Regions from separate parts of the Mus musculus genome. Here all the other regions are linked to region 3. Evidence: chromatin contacts called from public Hi-C and HiChIP or PLAC-seq data. All regions are on one chromosome and are shown on one strand. The core of a region is the stretch at or near the end of the contact, and the rest is flanking DNA. Distances in the headings are between cores, read along the strand shown.

What was found. A called contact is a pair of places that touch in the nucleus more often than the background predicts. HiChIP or PLAC-seq counts read pairs in DNA pulled down with a chosen protein or histone mark.
Region 1: an H3K27ac HiChIP or PLAC-seq map of thymic regulatory T cells shows a contact between it and region 3, with 3 times the contacts expected there. The contact joins two enhancer-like sites. A contact is called at or near these places in 2 of 115 datasets of contacts at active chromatin or transcription factors (embryonic limb bud and thymic regulatory T cells).
Region 2: a Hi-C map of the N1E-115 cell line shows a contact between it and region 3, with 3 times the contacts expected there. The contact joins two enhancer-like sites. A contact is called at or near these places in 1 of 484 Hi-C or Micro-C datasets (the N1E-115 cell line) and 3 of 115 datasets of contacts at active chromatin or transcription factors (large pre-B cells, microglia and pancreatic cancer cells).

Annotation. Positions count from the first base shown.
Region 1 is chr10:13,054,776-13,058,631 of GRCm38.p6, forward strand. No RefSeq gene overlaps it. Among named protein-coding and RNA genes, the nearest start is that of Gm40602, 3.8 kb to the right of the region's middle. Within about 2 kb of position 2,271, at least 5 of the 459 cell types and tissues checked have an H3K27ac peak or open chromatin away from gene starts, as enhancers often do. A contact at or near this core is called in thymic regulatory T cells, where this site is marked.
Region 2 is chr10:13,430,859-13,434,520 of GRCm38.p6, forward strand. All of the region lies in intron 1 of Phactr2 (phosphatase and actin regulator 2), which reads right to left. Among named protein-coding and RNA genes, the nearest start is that of Phactr2, 42 kb to the right of the region's middle. Within about 2 kb of position 1,448, at least 36 of the 459 cell types and tissues checked have an H3K27ac peak or open chromatin away from gene starts, as enhancers often do. A contact at or near this core is called in the N1E-115 cell line, where this site is marked.
Region 3 is chr10:14,042,271-14,046,524 of GRCm38.p6, forward strand. All of the region lies in intron 1 of Hivep2 (human immunodeficiency virus type I enhancer binding protein 2), which reads left to right. Among named protein-coding and RNA genes, the nearest start is that of Hivep2, 78 kb to the left of the region's middle. Within about 2 kb of position 2,946, at least 130 of the 459 cell types and tissues checked have an H3K27ac peak or open chromatin away from gene starts, as enhancers often do. A contact at or near this core is called in the N1E-115 cell line and thymic regulatory T cells, where this site is marked.

The sequences.
Region 1 (3,856 bases), core at 1,021-3,520, 990 kb before region 3:
TTGATTGAAATGTCAAGAACCAAGAGAAACAAACAAACAGAAGGGGAAAACAAAATGCCGTGACAGAGAGTGCTTTTATGAGTGAAGAACAGAGACACAATGAAGACAAAACCTTGCAGCGCTTGAGTGTTGCTTTGGTCAACTAGCAGACGAAGCCATAGAGGACAGCTGAAGGAATAAATCTTCGTGTGTGGCCCAGCACTCACTGTTGAGAATGAGCTTTGAGACAGATGAAAAAGGACTATGATACACAAATAAAGAAAAGAAAGCCCGACATGACTTGCACAAGCACTTAGCACACATGAGAACAGAGGAACAACATGTTAACCAACAGGGGCTAGGGAGGAAGCACACAGACAAAGCACACTGCGGGCCATTTGGACTTAGGGACCTGGTTTGTTTTATCAAGTCAATGACATGGAAAACCAGAAAGGCTCAAAAGGACTTCAGAGCTGAAACCAGAAGACCTGGCTGGGATTTATGAGGTTCTCAATTCAACCAAAATACAATGAAACTAACTGGGGGGGGGGGGGGATACATTTTTGAGACAGAGAAAATTGTAGGGAGGGACTGAGAACTATGCAATGCTGTTGTGCTATCAGCTTTGGTGACAATAAATTGGCGTGACAGCATTGAGTGCCATCGCTCACATGCTGGGTGGGTAAGCCCAAGTCTCCCTTTTACAACACTTTTTATAACACTGTTATAATGACATAGCAAGACAAGGAGGGGTAGAATAACTGATATCTGAACATTCTCCCCCCCCAACTTTCCCCCCTTCTCTCTGCCCCTCCCTCCCTCCCTTCCTTGCAAGGGAGTCCTATGGGTGTTTGTTTTACTGTTTTTATGTATGTTTAAATTTTCATAACAAAATTTATTTTCAAAATGACTGGCATATTGTTTGGAAATTTTAATATCCCCTTATTGAAGGTAAAAATATTATAACAGAATGCAATTTTAGACCGATAAAATTGAATTATTCAAGGCAGAAGTTGGATGTGATATCATGTCTTTGTCAGAAATAAGCTATCGCAGAATAAATAATAACATCACGCTGTTAATCAAGGTATCTGTCTATGTCCATTCAAATTTATTTTTGCAAATTTTTCTTTAAAATAGTCACATCTTATAATACAAGGCAAAACTAGACATGTGTCATAAAAACAAATTAGCCAAGCTTATTCTAAATGTATTTTTTTAATAGCATTTGGGAGGCACAAGGGAGAAAAGGAGACACGAGAAGGCCCCAAGCTTTCAAATATGAGTATCTGGGAGAACAGTAATGCTGTTCAAATTATGAAAATTAAAACACAAAACCATCTTTGATGGTAGGGGTGTTTTTCTGAGGCAGAGTCACGATGTCGTCTAGACTGGTCCTAACTCATCATCTCCCAGCCTTCTGAGTGGTTAAGGTGGTGACACTGTGTGACAGTGGTTATTTAAGATAAGTTACTGAGTTCCATTCTGAATACTGAGTGAGAGGGACTGGCGGGCACCACAGGGAAAGATGCACAACAGGTACATGGGTATGTGAGCATCCTTTAGGGATCCTGATTTGGAGTCTGTATGTCCAGCAGTGGCTTATGATGCTTATGACACAAGGGGAAGAAAGTAGAGATAAGATGAAGGGATTGGTCTAAACCATGAGTGGCCATCACGTTTAGGAAAGGATAGAGATGAAGGCATTTGGAGTGTCAATAGCACCAGGCAATACCAGGAAACTGTCATGGCTCCTTTATTTCCTCTCCTCTCAGGCCTCCTTTCGTGTTTCCTCTTTTCTCATGTCTGCTGGTGAAACATCTTTCTTTTTCTTCTGCTCAGAGTCCTGTTCTCCCTCCCAGGAAGTCCTGCCTTCCACTTCCTGCCCCACCATTAGATTTTTATTGAAGCCAATCAATCAGAGAATGCCTTCGGTAGGTCAGGAAAGACAGAAACAAAACCTCACCCTGTGTATCCCAGTAGAAGTTGACAACCAAGGTTGGCTATCAAGACCGGTGTTCTCCTTTGCTTTCGGTGGCTGTGATAAACATCAAGACCAAAATGAACTTGGAGAGACAAGGATTTGTTTCATCTTATATCTTACAGTTTATTACTAAGTATAAGAGCGCAGGACCTCTAGTAAGGTCCTGGAGGCAGGATCTGAAGCAGAGATCAAGGCTGCTTCCTGGCTTGCTTGGTCTGCTTTTACATTACCCAGGACCACCTGCGCAGGGGTGGTACCACCCAGAGTGGGTTGGAACCTTCTACACCAATCATCAATCAAGAAAATTCCCCACAGACGTGGCCAGAGGCAATCTGATGGAGGCGTTTTCTCAATTGCGGTTCACTTGTCTATGATGACTTTAGATTGTGTCAAATTGATAAAAACCTTAACTGGCATGGCTGGAAAGTACCAGAGGTCTCACAGAGAAAGGAAAGAAAGCAAGGCAGGGATGCCCAACAGGAGGCTATGATGTGAGAAGGGGATTTTCTACTGTTTGAGCAATTTAGTCACTAAAGCAGGCCTTACTAATGACTTCCTGGAGGTGTGTCCCAAATGCAAATACAAAAGGGAAAATAAAAACACGTTATAGAGGGTTCTTTTAACTAGAAGGAAAGACATGATTAAATATTCCTAGTAATGGTTTCTGCAAGCCCCAGCTGGAGTCTTGAGTCCCTGGCCTTCCCTGCAGCAGAGCATGGCTGTTGGTGTCATAGCCCAATGTCTTGGTTACCTGGATAGATTATTAGTGTCATGGAAGACCATGTAGTTCAGTGGTTCGCAATCTTACCAGTGTTGCTACTCCTAATACAATTTTTCATGTTGTGGTGACCCCTCCCAACCATAAAATTATTTTTGTTGCTACTTCATACTGTAATTTTGCTACTGTTATGAACTGCAATGTAAATATCTGACATGCAGATGGTCTTACGTGACTCCTGTAAAAGGGTCATCTTACCCCTCCAAAGAGGTTGCCACCCACAGGTTAAGAACCCCTGATGGACTTGGAGCTGGGACCGTTGTTTTCTAGACATTCAGAGGACCTGCTAGTGTTAAGAGTGAAAGCTATCTGTACGACTCTAGGTCCTCATTCTGGTAAGAGCAGAAAGAGCATGTTTTAGATACTGGAACATCCCTTCCATCTCCCCTTATGAGGACCAACCATGTGAGGACAGAGAGCAGAGACAGTGACTCTTTGGTTTGTGTGTTGGGTGAATGACAAGGCCACATGCCTCCAGCAATTTGTGCTGCCTTTGGTAGGCAACTGAAAGGATCCCTCTGCAGATGATACTCTGGTTTGGAATTCAGTGTGGTAATGGAGGGTGGTGCATTAACGTATACCACACAGCCATGTGCACTGTACACTATTAAGTATCTCTGGACCCGGGGTGCCTGCTGGAGTCCCTTGTAACATTTGCAAATCAGTGTTGTACCAGGTAAGAAGCTCAGCAGAACATTGTTGTCTTGTGTTGGGGGAGTGAATTTGCTTGGAGCATGTGACTCAGAAGCCTCAGTAGGTCATTTAAGAAGGCACCCAGAGTTCCTCTTTTTCCTTTCCTGTCCATTCTGCAGCCTGCACTCTTAAGCATAGGGTCTAACTCACTCCCCTGCACAGGGCTGACCATGCCAAGCTAAGGCCCAGGAGCCCACAGCAGTCAGTTTGCACAGGATAAACTCGAAGCTTAGCTTTTTTTTTTTTTCCTCCATTAGAGTTGGTATTCCATCTCTTCCTTCCTCTGACCCTCTGAAAAATAGCACCTTTTCCAGTGGTTCTCAAACTTTGAGCAGTGATCCTTCTGGGGGTGTCAAATGACCCTCTTCACAGGGTGACCTAAGACCATCCACATATCAGATTTTTACCTTACCATTCATAAC
Region 2 (3,662 bases), core at 198-2,697, 610 kb before region 3:
GCCCTCATTAACACGCCAGTTGCACACTGTGCACTAATTACCCACCACATAGTTAAATTTAAACTTACCAGTATTCATAAATACTCAATTATTTAACCAATATTCATAAAAAGATTTTCCATGATATCTTAAAACTTTCTGTGTTTTAGGTGAGGGGTCTCTCTCTCTCTCTGTGTGTGTGTGTGTGTGTGTGTGTGTGTATATACACAGTATGAGGCCAGCTGCTCGAACAGAAATAAACATTTGGAATAGCCAGTGTATGGCCCTAAAACATTCACACCACATTTCCAGTGCAACCAATGCAGAAGTACTACTTTTCTACCAACACACACACACACACACTCACACACATACACACCCATAAACACACACACATACACACATTCACACACACACTCATACACACACATACACACACACACACAGAGACACACATACACACACACACTCACACACAGACACACACTCACACACATACATACACACACATACACACACACACACACACACACACACACACACACACACGGGGTGGGGGGAGAGACAGAGACAGAGAGATAGACAGAGGAAGAGAGAGATAGAGAAACACTTTGAAAAATTTAAGATATCTAGAAAATAATTTTATGAATACTAGTAAGCAATTCAACCTACAGAAAATGCAAGCAATCATAACAAAAAATAAATGTAGTTACAATTTTAAAATCTAATTGCGTTTCTGGTGCTGGTATGTTGACTGGTATACAAACCCACTTACACTGCTAAAGGAAATTGCTTTAAACCTAAACTTCTAAGATGCACAGAAAACAGACCCGAAAGTGCTTTGTCCTCTGCAGAGCCAGGCCTGGCTAGATATCAGGAGTTCATGGCCATCTGAGGATGCTGTGAGACGCTCATGTAGTTGGACTTGTTCCCTATTCACAGTCTCTGCTGCCTCTAACCTCTTCTACCCACAGCCTTTGGCTCCAGGACTAAGAAAGCTCCAAGCAGGCTTCCCCCAAGTAGAGCCTCTAGGTGAGAGAGCAGACTTCGGCTTCCTTGCCCTGGGCTTGGGGAACCCAGGTGGATGGTGCCCAGGTTCCTGACTCAGAAAAAGTGACTTGAGAGTGGAAACTTATTTGGCACTAATTGAAACAAACAAAATGTCCCCTTGTTCATTAAATAAAATTTACAAGTTAGAGCAGCTCCGGGCCTCTGAGTTCAGCTAAAAAGCCGTGCTGGGATCATGTGCCCCATGCAGAGATCAGAAAGGCAGGAAGAGTTGAAGACAGTCTGGTCTCCGAGGCACAAAGGGAAAACAGACAGGCAATTAACTTCAGCACTAAAACAAGTGGGGATACAGGCAGGAACACAAACAAACAAACAAAAACCCACAACCCACAAACCAACACAGTGGGATGAACTGGAGAGGGAATGTTTGCACAGGCACATTTGCAAGCCACAGAAAACCTAAATCAAGTCCACTTAACCAAAAGGACAAAAGGCAAATAAATAGGAAGCAGAGAGGAATGTGTGCATTCACAAAACCACAGTCGGGGGCAGGGTGGCCTCTGGCTTAGCTACATTCAACTGAAAACTCTGTTTGCTTCAATAGGTTCTCCCCATCATATATTAGAAATGACAATCTTTAATCAGACAAGAAACTCTTTTGTCAAAAGCCCCAGGCATTTGAACTGAAACACGCACACGCACACACACGTACACACACGTACACACGTGTGTACCTAAAAACACTAAAAAGCCTAAAAGATGCACTTTTGTGTTAGGTACTAGACATAAATACAAAACCAAGAAAGCATAATGGTAGATTGTTCTGTAAAAATCCTAATTACATGGCTTCCCCCCTTCTTTTGCCCTATATAATAAAATAGCATAGGCTTGTTGCAGTTTGATAAATTAGTGGACTGATAAGTAATAATCCATATGAAAAGTGGTAAAAAAAAAAGTATCTAATATTTTCTATGCAGAGATTCCCATATTGGAAACATTAATTTTCCAAGATTATAAATAGTGTTATAAGCCTACTATTCAAATAATGTGGAATTAAGAACAGCAGTGAAAAATAGCGGATTTCAAGGCAGAGGCAGGGAAAGCAGAAATGACCTGAAGAATTAAAGAAATGCTTTGAAATGTGATGGAGCTTGGCAACAGGGAGCAGCAGGCACTCTCAATAGCCGAGGATGCACCAATTTAGGCAACAGAATGCATACAACAGTAATGGGGTATAACATATAGGATAAAATAGATATCCATGAGCTCATGTGGATACAAGAAAATCAGGGAATGGAAGAATAAAGAGCTCAGGAGAGGTTGTTTGTCGTCAGAAGAGAATTCCAGTCCAGACATGTAAAGAAACCATAGAAATTGGAAGACCAGTTAGGCTAACACCATGGTAACTGACGCTGGAAAGAATCACTGAAAGCCATTAGTGGCTAATTGGATACGTTTCCCTCAGATCTGTAGATTAGCTCTTAGTATTTTATCAATGTTCCTTTCCTGGTTTCGATAATTGTGCTGTGGTTTAATAAGATGTTATCACGGGAAGCCCGGAAAGGCTCCATGAAACTCCACAAGTTCACTGCTCAACAGTTAATACTTAACTTGTTGTAATTTTGAAAGTTAAAGAAATACAGGGAAAAAAGAACCCCACTACCAACAAAACCTTCCTCTTTAGGTCTTGGGGTCACTCTATGAGCATGAAGTACCGATTTCAAAGCCATTACCTGCACCTGAACCTTAGGTTTAGAGGGTCAGAGTTTTGACAGTTGGGTGGCAACTCGGCTGCTAAGAGTGGTTCAAGTGATAGGCAGAGTAGAAGCCCTTCTAGACCAAAGGGGGATGTGCCGTATCTTCTCTGGTATGAGCACCTCACTCCAGCCACTCCCCTCAAGCTTGGGTTCAGCTGTGTGTGGCACAGACCTGTGACCACACCACTGGGAAGCCAGAGCATCCCACGTTTGAGATGATACAGTGAGTCTTTAAAAAAGAAATAGAGTCATCAATGTGGAACGAACAGGAGGGTATTTCCTTGGGTAGTTCTGGTGTGAAAGACACAATGCCACACATAAGAGCAAAGCTTGCTATCTGTGTGGCGAGCTAGCACAGAAGTAAGTCCTTGTATTGTGAGAGAAGTCAAGCGACGACACTGCACGCACAGAATGGGATACAAAGATGCTTATGGCTGAAGGTTCCACAGCCCCTCTGTGGCTTCAGCCACATCCCTTCTGGATATGAGGACAGGTCTTCACTTTAAGATGTCAGCTACGGGGCTGGAGAGATGGCTCCGTGCTTCAGAGCACTTATGCTGATCTTGCAGGTGGTGATAGCTAGATTTTTCTGCACCCGTATTGGGTGGCTTACAACTACCTGTAACTCCAGCTCCAAGAAGTGGAATGACTTCTGCGGGCCTCTGCTCTCACCAGCACATACATGTGTACACACTCATAAAAATAAATCAAGTTTTAGGGGGGAAAAAAGAAAGCCTGGTCAAAAGAAAAAATGTTAGCTACATAGCATGTTTCCCATGAGCTTTCACATTCTATTTTATTTTATTTTATTTTATTTTATTTATTAGTTTACACATCCCTCACTGGCCCCTCTCAGTCACCTTCTCCCAAAATTCTTTCCCCACTCCCTGCCCCCTTCTCCTCTGAGCAGGTGAGGCC
Region 3 (4,254 bases), core at 1,696-4,195:
TGCCTGGAGTTCAGTGGCCAGCAAGGCAGTCTAGCCAAACCAGGGAGTCTCCAGTCCCAATGAGAGACCCAACCACAGAAAGTAGGAATGGTTTCTGAGGAATGACATATACGATGTTGACCTCTGGCTTGGATACTCCTTCATGTTCACATACAACACACCACCACCACCACCATCTCCACCACAACCAGTAACAACAACAACAACAACAACAGAAGACTCCACCAAGGCAAAACCCAACTGTTGTTTGAAGGGGGCTGTTTTCCTGACTCCATGGATGCCCACAAGTAACACTTAATTTTGTTTCACTGGTCCTGTTGCTTGCATCCACTTCATGGAGTACTTTTGTATCAGATTTGGTTTGCTGGGTTATGCTTTTCTTTTCATTCATAAACTGGTTTCCTCAAGTTTCAGTTCCACGTGAGCAATTGGCATCTCACAAGTCAGTCATGGGAGTCGGGAGTCGTCTTTGGAAGGCCATTCTAACTGATGTCAGTGAGTGGGGCAGACTTGCCCAGTAGCATGTCAGACAGTGATCGGGTTCACTGACAACGCAGAAGCAGAGGCCATCATCTGCCCATCGCTGTCCTCTGAGGCTTGGGTTCAGCGTTTGAATGCTTGAGTTTGGTTGCCTCATTGGTAACTAATTGGTAGGTGGTTCCTTTGTGGCCTTTGCCAGTTAGCAGACGTATGCAAATGGAGTCTTCACAGAGTTTCACTTTCCTTCAAAATACAGCCAAGTCTTCTATGAAATGGCGGGTAACAACTTCTGTTTCTCCTATTCAAGTTTCAGAAATTGTCAAGGGTAGATCCTACTTAACTGTCAGTGGTAGAAGTCCCAGAAGTGGATAAGTCATAAAATGTCATGAGTATACGTACAAGCAGTTAAAAAATTCCTGAGGCGGGCAGGAAGTTCTTCATATTTATCCACACAAAGGGCCTATTTCACAGTGTTTCTCTTCTTGGTTGTGATTAACATGAGTGGGCGTCACTCAGAATCAATATGTGTGTGTTTTGATTGAGACCTAGATTTTTTTTTTTTTTTACCCATTTTAAAGAAATACAGAAGATCTGAAGGGCTAGAACCCTTTTCCTTTAAAATAACTTAGAAGGCGAAACCTGTTTTCACTTTCTCTAGTGCGTGTGTGTGTGATGTGTGTGTGTGTGTCTGTGTGTGTGTGTATGTCTCTGTGTATGTCTGTATGTGTTTATGCATGCACATGTCTGTGTGTGTGTGTGTGAGTGCATGCATGTAAGCATGCAAGTGTTTGCGTATGTGTGTGTGTGTCTTTGTGTGTATGTCTGTGTGTGTGTGTGTATGTCTGGGTGTGTGTGAGTATGCATGCACGTGGGCCAGAGGTTGACATTTCTCAACACTCTCCACCTTGATTTTTGAGATGGGGTTTCTCACTGAACCCAGTGTTTGTAGAGTAGGCTAGAGTAAGAGAATGAATGCGCTTGCTTCCATTTTTCCTCCATCCCAGTTCTAGAGTAGCCAAAATTGTGCTTGACGTCTTTTGCAGGCTCTGAAGATTCAAACTGGGACCTCCACTTTTCCTCACTCCTTCAAAACGAAGATTTTAATTTCCCCTGGAGTCCCCTGTCTTCATTGACTTTTAAAGAAAACATTTTAAAAGTTTTAAAGAAAAACAGCTTCAAAGTCGCAATATTAGATCAAGGAGCTATAGGCAGAAATCTGTTCCTAATTGTGACTTTTTTCTTCCAGATTTAAAAAAAAAATAGATTGTGTACTTGACTAACTCCAAAGTTGTCAGTCAAAAGTGACTTTCCTGTCACAGATCATCCGGTGTTTGCTGAGCGGCTATTGCCGCATGCAACCTCTCAGAGCTCTTGGTCTGTGAGAAAGGCAGATGCAAAGGAACGCAGGATGAGGGATTCCAGAGACGTGGTGACCAGAATGTAGGCAGAGGAGGGGAGACACAGGTCATCGGAAGTCGGAGTGGGAGGCTGGAGGCCGGGCTGAGTGCTCAGGAAGTACTCACCCATTGCTTGCTGTTACCTAGGCTCAGCCTGGGGGGCTGCTGGCTTCAGTGATGCACACATTCTGTTGCACCCCTCCCCCACTCCCCCAGGAGGCAGACACAGATCATCCTTCTCATTCACGTGTGTGTGTGTGTGTGTGTGTGTGTGTGTGTGTGTGTGTGTGTATGTGTGTATGTGTGTGTGTGTGTGAGAGAGAGAGAGAGACAGACAGACAGACAGACAGACAGACAGGGATGCACAAATGCAGCTATGTGCTTCCGTGCACACACACGCCCCCTGTAAGTTTGTGGAGGGTCTGGGAGGAATTGACTTTAGAACAGGGTCTTGACTGAGGTGGTGGGGGTCAAGCAGAGCAGCCATGCTGTTTTGTACCTTAAACATGTCCTTAAACGTCCCTGGAAAAAGAAAGCAGCCTTTTCCAGTGAGGGAGAAGGACGCCTCTCCATGGTTATAAGTAGATGCTAGGTTGGCATTTCATACTTGCTTTTTTTTTTTAAAAATAGATTCGTAACTATTTTTTTAACCAGACTCTTAACTGTGGGATTTGCTTAGCAAACCTGAGTTGCAATTCCACTTGTAAGTGGTCTTCTCCCCCAAACTGCCATTTCTGGTGTCAGCTACAAGGACCTAGCACAGAGCTTGCAGCACCTCCCTAGCTCAGGCCCAGCTCCAAGGTCAGCTTTCTGAGTTGAGGCTGCGGGGAAGTTCATGCCGAATCCCCAAGTCCTGTCTCAGCCAAGGTGAGGCCTTGGCTAGGAATGGACAAACCCCACCTGACACACACAGACACACACACACACACACACACACACACACACACTACCCATGGTTAGGTGTTTACAGCATCTAATCTTCAGCAATTAAAGAGAAGAAGTGTGGGTGGGGTAAAAAATAGCAATACCCACATTGTGAAGTCTTTGAGAAAAACAGGAAACTAGTCTTTTTTAACCAGTGATGCCCAGAACTGGTTATTGCAAAGAGCTTGTTTTCCTAATGTGATGTGGTCAGCCCAGCTGTGGCAGAAGTTGAATTCTGCTCATTATGACGGGCGTCTGTGGATTCATTTAGCTGACAAACCTATAGACAGGCGAGCATAATTATCAGTGGTAACCTGGTCATTATGGCCGGATGGTGTTTGGGGAAACAATGTGCCCCAGTCCTGAAAGCCGGTGAGAACATATGAAATAAGAACATTTGACCGACCCAGAGTTATTTCCAGGAGTTGTAAACGAACCAGGCCTGTTTGTTGTAAAGGAGCTGATAGAGTTTCTGTCTTCATTATTTTATTTTATTTTATTTTAATTTTTAAGTTGACAGGCAGCACTGGGTGTTAGTATATATCATTTTGTGACTTGCTCATCAGCCCAAGCTTCATGTACAATGTTTTAAACTTCTCGTTGTTGGCACCCAGTGTCTGGTTTCAGTTAAATCAGTTGAGAATTAAAAGTGGGGTCAGAAATGACTTTCATCCTCCTCAAGGTCACATGGATTCCCTTGCCTTGGTGGGCAGTGCAGAAAGGAACGACCTTGGGGAACACGATTTAGGCAATTGTCAGCTAGACTTTTGGCCTTGAGGAAAGTGTAGGCTGCTTCAGAACCAAAGCAAAAGGAGAAATCCCCATGGTCTCCACTGCAGTCTTTCACTGGGTTAGTGTCAGACAGGCGGAGGAGGCTTCCCCTCTACTTCCTGCTGTGGGTTCTGGGTCACTGGGGAGCCCATCTCCACCAGCCCTCTCTGCAGACTGTTTCTCAGTGGCGGTGTCATCTCAGGGATGAAGGGGGGCTAGACTTTTTCAACTGCTTATTGTTTTGTTTTGGGTTTTTTTTTTTTTTTTTTTTTTTTTTTGGTTGCCAAGCCAAGCTTTGGGTCTGTGTAGTGGAGGCTTTACGCTTGCCTGTTTGTATCAGACTTTACAGTTGTCTCTTTAATAAGTAAGCTACTCGCCCTTCTCTTTTGTGAAGCCTGTTTTCAGTGCATGATCCAGGCAGCATGCCTGGGATTAGCAGTGCCCCCTCTCCAGCTGACTGCCCAGGCAGTTCCAAAAAAGGCAATCGTCCCTGCTATTGATTTCTGTGGAGCATCAGTCATGTTGGAGTTATTTACCACGAGAGAGGAGTAAGCGTCTTGCATCTGTCTCTTAGGTTTAACACAAGGGCACTGTACAGCAAGCCTGTCTCCATTCTGATCTAAGGAGATATTTTTTCCTCTCCTTGGAGGCAGCTTGGCCAGGGCAGTTAAGTGGATCTGGG